3 separate regions of the Mus musculus genome follow, and regions 1 and 3 are each linked to region 2. A link is a contact called in public Hi-C and HiChIP or PLAC-seq data. All regions are on one chromosome and are shown on one strand. Each heading gives the region's core, a stretch centred on a gene start, on an enhancer-like site or on the middle of the called end of the contact. The rest is flanking DNA. Distances are from core to core; before and after follow the strand shown.

Region 1 (2,944 bases), core at 287-2,786, 440 kb before region 2:
ATGAATCTAGTTCAAGTAAAGCTGACAAAAAGACTAAGCAGGACACTTAGCATATAGAAGGTTCTAGGTTCAATCTCCACTGCTACCCCCCCCCCCCCCCGCTCTTCCCAATGTAGAGAGAGAAGAAATCAGTGTTGACCTCTGGTCTCTGACTCTTCTTGCACTCAGGCATGTAAGCATGTATACACACACACACACACACACACACACACACACACACACACATACACACCACTGTTGCACTCAAAGCAGGAAGATGAGGTTTCAAATGCCTTATTTGGGAAGTTACAGAAAGATTTTTGTATATTATATTATTTAATTTTAAGGCAGTTGTGAGCTGCCGCAAGGGTGCTGGAAACTGAACCCGGCTTCTTTAGAGGAGAGACCAGTTCTCTTAACCACTGAACCATCTCTCTGACCCCTCAGAAAGTTCTTGCTCAGGACCTGTAGGTGGAAAGCCTAGCAGGGCTCTCTGAGTTTTGAAACTCACCTTAGGGATGCTGAGTCCTAACCAAGTATCCAAAGATCCTCCTTGAACTCGACCCCGTGCTTCTCCCTGTTCCCCTGCTACTCGCCTGTACCTCAAACCCTGAAGAAAGTTCTTAAGCAGCTGTGCCCCTAATACCATCCACAGTGAGGTGTGCACTTAAGACCACTCAGTGTGCAATGTGTCTCTTGACAGCACTTTGGGGAGTGGTGATCAACAAAAGAAGTTTTGGTTGTTCTTTGGGGCAGGGTAGCACTATAAGCCTGCTCTGGCCTCAAACTCATGGTAATCCTCCTGCTTCAGCATTCCAAACGATAACATGACAGGCACGAATCACCATGCCTGGCAAGCGACTCTTAGGCTTTGTATGCTCAGAGCTGTATAGCTTGGCCATCACTCCTCTCTGCTCCATGCCCCATAGCAGCACACACACATTGTCTCTTTGAACTCAAATTCACGTCTTCTTGTTTGAGCACAAGTTATTTGGCTACAGATCTTCTCCATGCTTTCTCTCTGACACTTGACAGTTTTGCCTGTCATGTTGCATTCAATACTCCCAGGGGAACATTCAGGGCCAGGGTAGATCCTTTCTGCTTCTCCACACAAAAAGCATTTTCTCGGCATTCACCCATGTCCAGGGTCCCTTCATGGGATTTGCACAGAGATTTAGCCACTTTGGCTAAGCATCACTGTCCCCAGGTTAAGTGTGCATCTTGTGCTGGGTCACCCAGGTAGAAGGGACATCTCAGCTTCTCTGTCATTCCTCCAATTACCTTGAGAAGTCAACTATTTTATATCTTTTTCTAAGAAAGACGGGAAAGCCTCTTCTGAGTGGTATAGGAAGCCCTGTGTTTGAATGGCCTGCTGTGGGTGGTCAGGAGGTTGGCAGATCACAAAGACATGCTTGTCCCCAGACAGAGATGGGCCTTGTTCATGGAAATATTTGTTGGTGGTGGAGCTAGGCACAGAGCAGTAGTCACAGCAGTCCCACACACGAAGAGCTTATTGGCTAAGTAGCTTAGAAACCAACTCTAGGTTTGGGGGTTTTAAGTTCATTCTTCGTTCTTGTCCAGGGCAAATCTACCCAACCTATGGACAGACCCTCTTCAGCTGGGTTCCCACAGGTAGGGCAAACCTTTCCCATTCCTGCTGACTTGCTGGGTAGGGATCAGGGAGAGTTGTATTATAATTAGGAAAGTTGCACTTGAACCCCAGCCTAGGTGACCTGGGTTCTTTGTGTCTCATTCTTTAGTCTAGACCAGAGTGAGGTCACCCAATGCTAGAGATAGTGCTTGCTGCATGGTTCTTGTTTGTTATCTCTCATTTGCAGGCCCCGGATAGTGACATCCAAAGAGGGAAGAGTAAGTAGTTAGGGAAGGTCCCAAGCTAACTCGCCCTGGGGCTGTAACACTTCCATCTCTTCACTAGGTGCCTGTGATGGGTGGTCCTCTGCTATTCTCTTTGAAAGGTTCTGAGGGTTCAGGACTTAGCTCTGTTGGCAGAATGTTTCCCCTCTATCCCCAGCAACACATTAAACTGGGTGCCTGCCTAGAAGCCTTCGAGGCCATCCATCAGCCACATCAAAAGTATGAGGCGTGTGCTATGTGAGATTGTGCCTCACAGAATTAATAAGGAAAGCTGTCTCAGCCTTTAGGGATGGTTATTGCTGCAGAGGACCAGGGTTGGGGTTCCAGGACCCACAACTATCTATAACTCCAGTTCCAGAGAATCTGTCTGGCCTTTGTGGGCACGGCACACATGTGGTGTATATGGTGTACATACATGTAGGACATGTACAGGCAAACATTCATACACATAAAGTAAAAGCAAGAAAATCTAAAAAATATTTAAAAGTAAAGATTTTTGACAGTTTTTTTCTTGTTTGTTTGTTTGTTTGTTTGTTTGTTTTTGTTTTTTTTAACTCTGTAACCCTGGCTGGACTGGAACTTGCTGTGTCGACCTACTTCTAATTCACATAGATCTCCCTCCTGCCTCTGCTTTCTGCTTTCTGTAATTAAATGTGTATGTTACCACACCCAGCTCTCTACTTTTTAAAAAGGACCTAGAGGTGGTAGAAGGCCCTTGAGAGAAGAAGGGACAACTTCCAAGAACTCAGAGGCCTGAGCCAGTTGTTCAGCTGGGGCCCCAAGCACATGGGAGTGAGGAGTCCAGAGCTCCTGGGCAGGGGAGGCTGCTTGGTCTGGAGCCGCCTCAGCTCTGTGGAAGCCACAGTAAGTGTAGGCAGATGGGGAAGGGCTAGGAGGGTTAGATGAAGCAGATACAGGTTCTGGAGACTCCCTAAGGGTGGCGCCAACCATCTTGGAGAGAAGACTGCTGGAAAGACTGGGTCCTGTAGGGCTTGTCTGAGCTGAGGGGCTGGAGCCTCTGAGACCTGAGGCCAAGTCTGGGTAGGTGGTGGATTAGTTGAGGGGCACAGTCTCTTCACCTCAGTCTCGG
Region 2 (2,841 bases), core at 283-2,782:
GCTCGCGGTACTTCTTCTTGAACGCTGGAAGGCGTAAGATCGCGAAAGACAGGGATGGGCTTGCCGCCACTATGGAATCACCCCCCTGCCTGTCTAAATCTGGGCTCCCTTTCCTCTAGTATGCTATAGCTTCCTTCTCCAGCCATCTCACACCCAAGGATCCCCAAGCAGCGTCCAGGAAACTTGGGCTCTATAAGGAGTCCAATAGGACGTTTCACCTGTGTGCCCGACCGAACATACCTGACACGGAGAGAAGCACCGAGGTGGGGCCGAGCTCTGGAAGGCAAACCCGACATGAGGCTCTCTGAGCATGAGAGATGGGGCAAGGCATTTCCATGGGAGCTTATGGAACTACCAGCCCCCGCCCCCCCCTCTCCCCCGCGAATGAAACTTTGGGCTGGTTTCCGGGAAGGAGAGTCTCAGGAAGTGGTAGAGTGGACAAAGTTGATCTTCCCAAGGAGAGCAGGGAGGATCAAGGGCGAGCCACCGGATCCAGCCCCATCCTACTCTGCCCAGCTTACTCTGTAGCTGCTGTTGCTTAAGTCGCGAGGCCACATCTCGAATATCCGACCTCTTCAGGACCTGCCGGGTCATTTCTACAGCTGGCACTGGCTCATAGAACTCAATGAGCTTGTCGACAAGGTCCACAGCGTCTGAGCGCTCCAGTCGCCCCCACGGGATGCTGCGGCCATCCAGGGGCGCATCCCTTAGCTTGTGGCGGAAGCGCTTCAGCTGCTCCTGGCTCAGCTCCTCCAGTGTAGCCATAAGCAGCTCCCTTGCCACTGCATCCACGCTGGGGATGAGAAGGGTTATCATCACTGATGCGACCTGAATAGGACCTGTCCCTGAACCTCCAAAGCACCCCGGGTCACACATTGCACATTCTCCACATGGAGCCCCAGGGCAATACATTGTAGAGACCCACAGGGTGTTCCAAGGCTTCACCTCAAATTACTGACTGTGGTGAAGTGGATCACTCCATGGTTAGTCTTTCTGCGTCTTTCCTTTCTGGCCACACGAGATAAAGCCAGTTAGCTTCCCTACGTGGGTCTGTGCTCTCCCTTGTCACATCCTCTGAAAGGGCTCCAGCTCTGCTCAACTGAGACAGGCCAGGCCCTGGTAGGCTTCCTGAATTCTCTACTCCAAACTCATACATAGCACACTTTGGTGAGTCTTTTCTGGACCACCTACACCAGGGACTGAGTCTGAGTTCCTTGTGGGGAGCAGACTCATAAATGCCCTGGTTTGCAGGGTGGACATAGAAGATGGGCTTGAAATTCCAGTACAAGACCTGCTCTAGAGGTGAGCCCAGTTAACTTGAAAGTTCTCTCTGGAAACCACACTCACCTGGAGCAGGAGGCTCCAGCGGCATCCATGGAGTCTTATCTCAGGATCTAACTCTCAGATGCAGAAGCTGGGAGCAGAGGTGATCCTTTCTGGGCTAAACTGGTCTCATTCTGGGTGTGAGGGTGTTTCTCAGTCTTGTTCATTCTGGCTCAGCTGGACTCTTGCTGACAGTCAAGAGGCTCCCAAGTTAAGCACGGGTTGTAACATCATATATGTGCTGGACTGCGACCTTTGGTTTTCTTCTATTTTATTCTATCAATACTCCTCCTCCTGGGTGTGGCATCCTATGCAGCTGTGAGGTGGTTCAGATTAAATAGCTGACTCACAACCAGGTCTTCAGAAATGGCCTTAAGGTGCTTTAAATTTTGCACACAAGGCGTGAAAATCAAGAGGGCAGGGGCCTGTGGGCAGGGATAAGGGTGGAGAGAGAAAAAGAACCAGGTCCTCAGCTCTGCAGTCAGTTAATCCTCCCACACCCAGCTCTAGGGCAGAGATCGGATGTTTCTGACCCTAGGCCCTGCAAGTGACTGCAGGGATATGGAGTTTCACTGTGTGGCTGGCACGGACGTGTGTAAAGGCACGTGTGCACACCTCCACATGGCTAAGTTAATGTTGTATTTAAGTGACTGTTTGTCGTAGACTAAATAAAGTCCATGAAGACACAGTTCACAGAGGCATGGATGTGTTTATTTATTTTTATAAATTCTGGAAAACAAGTCTTCTTTGTCTCCTTGTCATCATTATTGAAGGTAGAAAATGTGAGGCCAGGGCCAGTGAGATGGTTTATAGGGTAAAGGTGCTTGCCTGACAACTCGAGTTCTAACTCTGGAACCCACAGAAAAGTGGAAAGAGAAGAACTCCACAAAGTTGTCCTCTGACCTCCACACCCAATCTGTGGAATGCGTGCCACCGTGCTCTCAAATATCAAATGTTTCAAGGTGATAGTGATAGAGGGAGGCTGGAGAGATAGATAACACTTAGGGTTATCTGTCTCTCACAAAGAGACTGACTCTGGTTTCCTGATCCCACATGAAGTAGCTATCAACCACCTATGACTTCAGCTTCAGGATATCCAACTCTTATACAGGTGTGTGTGTGTGTGTGTGTGTGTGTGTGTGTAAAACACATACGTCTACATAAAAAGGAAGAAGGGAAGAAATACAAAGCCAAGCTGGTCTCGAGTACACTACTCAACATCTGTGTGACCTTGAACAGTTTGTTTAACCTCTATGCCTCTATTTCTTGTTCTTGAAGTAAAGCACGCACTCACAGAAGGTTGGAGAGATGGCTCAGCAGTTAAAACACTGACTGTTCTTCCAGGAGACCCAGGTTCAATGTCTAGCACCAGCACGGTGTGCAAAACTACCCGTAAGTCCAGTTCCAGGAGATGTGACACCTTCTTCTGCCTCTGCAGACACCGGGAATGCACAGGGTGCACAGACATCCATGCAAGCAAAATACACATAGACAGAAGATAAATTAAAAAGAAGAAGA
Region 3 (3,048 bases), core at 68-2,567, 370 kb before region 2:
CTGGACACATGGCAATTGTCCTGAGGACAAATGTGTCCTAAAAATACAAAGACCTCGCCGGGCTGTCTGTGAATCTGCTGCACGGAGTGTTCTTTTTCAAGGGCAAAGGAGCACACAGCCGTCTCAAACCAGCCGTCCCCAAATCCCTTCACACTGATTTGGGATGATTATGAGCTTAAGAATCATCACAGTGACGTCTGTGCCTTGGGGAGGACCTGGGGTCAAGTGTGGCCACTGGCCTCTGCTCCAGCTCCAGAACTCAGGGTCTTCTTTAGAAATACCATTCACCCCACCCCACCCTGCCCAAACCGTGGGCAGATAAGAATTGCCAGTAACCACAGCAGACCCACCTACGAGCCAGACCTGATCTGGGGTGTCTGTGTTCCAGGAGTCTCCAAAAGGTCCTGAACCCACTCCCTTTAGCGGCCCCTCAGGTTCAGTATCCTGCCCAGGCCTCTCTGCCTTCACCCTTTGCTGCTCCGAGCTCCTGGGAGCTGGGTGGCTGCAGGCTTTGGGCTTCTTCCGAAGGGTGAGAGTGAGCTGGCACAGGCTGGGGTGTGTGTGTGTGTGTGTGTGTGTGTGTGTGTGTGTGTGTGTGTGTGTTCCCAAAAGGCAGTAGTCATCGGTAGTGATGCTGATGCTGCGTGTCTGCACTTTCGCCTGTCTAGCTAGCTGTTTTTTGCCACAGGCTGGGGGATGCAGCATTTCTGCAGTGGAAGCCAGGGCTTAAATAGGAAGGACAATTTTCTGCGATTCTTGGTTTTAGGGACACGAGTCCTCTCTGGGTAGGTAGCTCTCAGACAGAGTAGGAAGGAATCCAGAGGATGGTAGGGTGACGGACAAGAGGAAAAGTAGGCGAAAGATTCTGAAGAGCGGGAGAGAGTGGATAGTCAGGAGTGAGGAGACCTGACGTCCCTGCAAACACCCTGGCTCAAGGTGGCTGAGGGTCCAAGCGCGAAACTGCGCTGGGGCTGGGGGGCTGGGAGCAGTGGAGGTAGGGGAAGAGCGCACCGAGGCTCACCTCGGAGTAGACAAAGAGAGGCAGCACCAGCACCGCGAGGAGGAGGTCGGCAGCAGCCAGGCTCACGATGAAGTAGTTGGTGGGTGTCTGCAGCGTGCGCTCGGAGGCCACGCTCACGCACACGAGCGAGTTCCCTGCCAACACCAAGCCGATGAGCAGCACGCCCCCCACCAGCGCCGCCGCGCCCGCGCCCCCAAGCCCGGCGCCAGTCCCCAGGGATTCTGGCCCACGCCCGGCCAACAGCCCACCGTCCTCAGTAGCGCTGCTGTTCCCCATGGTGCCACTGCTGAACCCGCTCCGGGAGGCGCTGAGCCTGGGGATTTGCAGGCAGGGGCTACCCGGAATCCCGCCCCCAGCGCGTCCAGCCCCGCCCCGCCCCGGCTTGAATTTCTGAACTCTAGGAAATTGGCAGAGGGAGAAATGCTTCAATTCAAGAGAAATGAGCGAAGTGACTGGCATAAAAAGGCTAAGCAGCGGCTGATGTGTCCCCTCATCGGGGCTAGTTTGTGCTTCCAGAAACCTAGGTAGAAAAGCAGGTTGTCTGGACCAGATTCGTCAGAGCCAGCCATCCCATCCTGGCCAGGAGACAGGCCACTAAATTACCTGTCAAAAGCGGCTCTCCAAGATACCTTGGAGGATGTGGAGAACCTATCTATACTCCTGCACTGGGGTCCTTCCCACGTGGGAAACCATCAGCTCTGGTTCTGGAACAGGTTAAAGGCTCCTCGCCTCTTTCACTAACGGTTCTGGGCTTAGCAATACTGAGCAGCACACCAAGCTCATTCTCTGTGGGCAGATGTGCAGCAACTCTTGGGATCCAGGCCTTGGCTGGCCCTACTTTTCTCACCATCTCTCTTCCCAAGTCTCCATCAGTCAGTGCTTAAGCGGACCATGGTGAAATTGATAATTGGCACCTCCAAGGCCCAGTCTTAACTTTTTATCTAATATATTATTATTAATTTTATTATTGTTGTTGTTGACTTTTCAAGGCAGGGTTTCCCTGCGTATGTCCTAGAACTTATTCTGTACAGCAGGCTAGCACTGAACTCAGATCCTTCGGCCTCCCCTCTGTCTCCGGAGTGCTGGAATTAAAGAGTGTGGACCACCATGTCTGGTTCAGCCTTAAGCCTTAACCATCCTCTGTGGGCCGCTGAGTGGTTACCCCACTTCCTATCTTGACCCTCAGCTTCCTTGCATTTGATACTGTATGGCACGCTGACTACCAGGGTTACCTGACAAGGACTCTCTGAGCTGAGAGAACTCTCACATGGGGGCTCTTTTCCCAAGCCACATCTGGAGGCCATACTTTTCTCTGTGCCAGCACAGGAACCTAGGCTGGAACAGGACAGCACAGGTTGAGAGGACACTGTAGAATCAGGACAGGAGAAGAGACAGCAGCAAGGACAGTCCCTGGAAGATTGGGAGCCCTTGCAGTGAAAGTACCTGGGGACTATGCTGATGAAAGAATTTTTGTATATGGGCTTACTAATGCTGAGAGAGATTACCTGGAGTCCTGTGACTAAAGGGCTATCTTCAAGTGGAGGTAGACTGTAGTTGGTATTTGCTACTTTGTGGGTTCTTCTCTCTCCCACCCTTTATCTCCCCTCCCCCTGTTACACCCCCTATCACTAGATGGGAGGAAAAGAAAGAGAGAGGGGAGGTGGGAGAGATCCCTTTATTTCTTCTTTGAGCATGACTACTAGACTACTAACAGACAGCATCCAACCCCGGCTCCCCCAAACATCAACCACCACACCCCACCTCTCGGGGCCCTGGCATTTATATAACTGAAAAGTTCCCAGAATTCCAAACATCACACAATTGCAGAAACTATCTGCAGCTGGCAAAACCATGCCTCTGCTAGAGCACGAGGCAAATCATAGTCAGCTGCTGCGGAAAGTACAAAGCACCCCCATATCCTACACCTAGGATTCGAACGAAAACCTTTTCTTGTATTTCTGTTTGTTTTTTTTTTAAGTAAAAATACTCATGTAATTTCACCAACATTCCAGAATTTTCAGTACAGT

Evidence for each region. Hi-C and Micro-C count contacts between places; a contact is called where the count stands out from the background. HiChIP or PLAC-seq counts read pairs in DNA pulled down with a chosen protein or histone mark.
Region 1: a Hi-C map of pro-B cells shows a contact between it and region 2, with 2.0 times the contacts expected there. The contact joins the promoter of B230206H07Rik here to the promoter of Nlrp6 in region 2. A contact is called at or near these places in 1 of 39 promoter capture datasets (embryonic stem cells), 3 of 484 Hi-C or Micro-C datasets (the G1E-ER4 cell line, embryonic fibroblasts and pro-B cells) and 2 of 9 other capture datasets (adipose tissue and liver).
Region 3: an HNF4G HiChIP or PLAC-seq map of pancreatic cancer cells shows a contact between it and region 2. The contact joins the promoter of Drd4 here to the promoter of Nlrp6 in region 2. A contact is called at or near these places in 5 of 39 promoter capture datasets (the C10 cell line, embryonic stem cells, liver and 1 more), 1 of 484 Hi-C or Micro-C datasets (bone marrow-derived macrophages) and 1 of 115 datasets of contacts at active chromatin or transcription factors (pancreatic cancer cells).

What each region holds. Positions count from the first base shown.
Region 1 is chr7:141,363,702-141,366,645 of GRCm38.p6, reverse strand. It overlaps B230206H07Rik (RIKEN cDNA B230206H07 gene), which reads left to right and starts at 1,536. Exons shown (of 2, transcript NR_033532.1): 1 at 1,536-1,611.
Region 2 is chr7:140,919,593-140,922,433 of GRCm38.p6, reverse strand. Nlrp6 (NLR family, pyrin domain containing 6) reads right to left here and starts at 1,532. Exons shown (of 8, transcript NM_133946.2): 1 at 1,348-1,532; 2 at 522-793; 3 at 241-276; 4 at 1-24. The coding sequence starts at 1,376.
Region 3 is chr7:141,290,287-141,293,334 of GRCm38.p6, reverse strand. Drd4 (dopamine receptor D4) reads right to left here and starts at 1,317. Exons shown (of 4, transcript NM_007878.3): 1 at 1,022-1,317. The coding sequence starts at 1,297.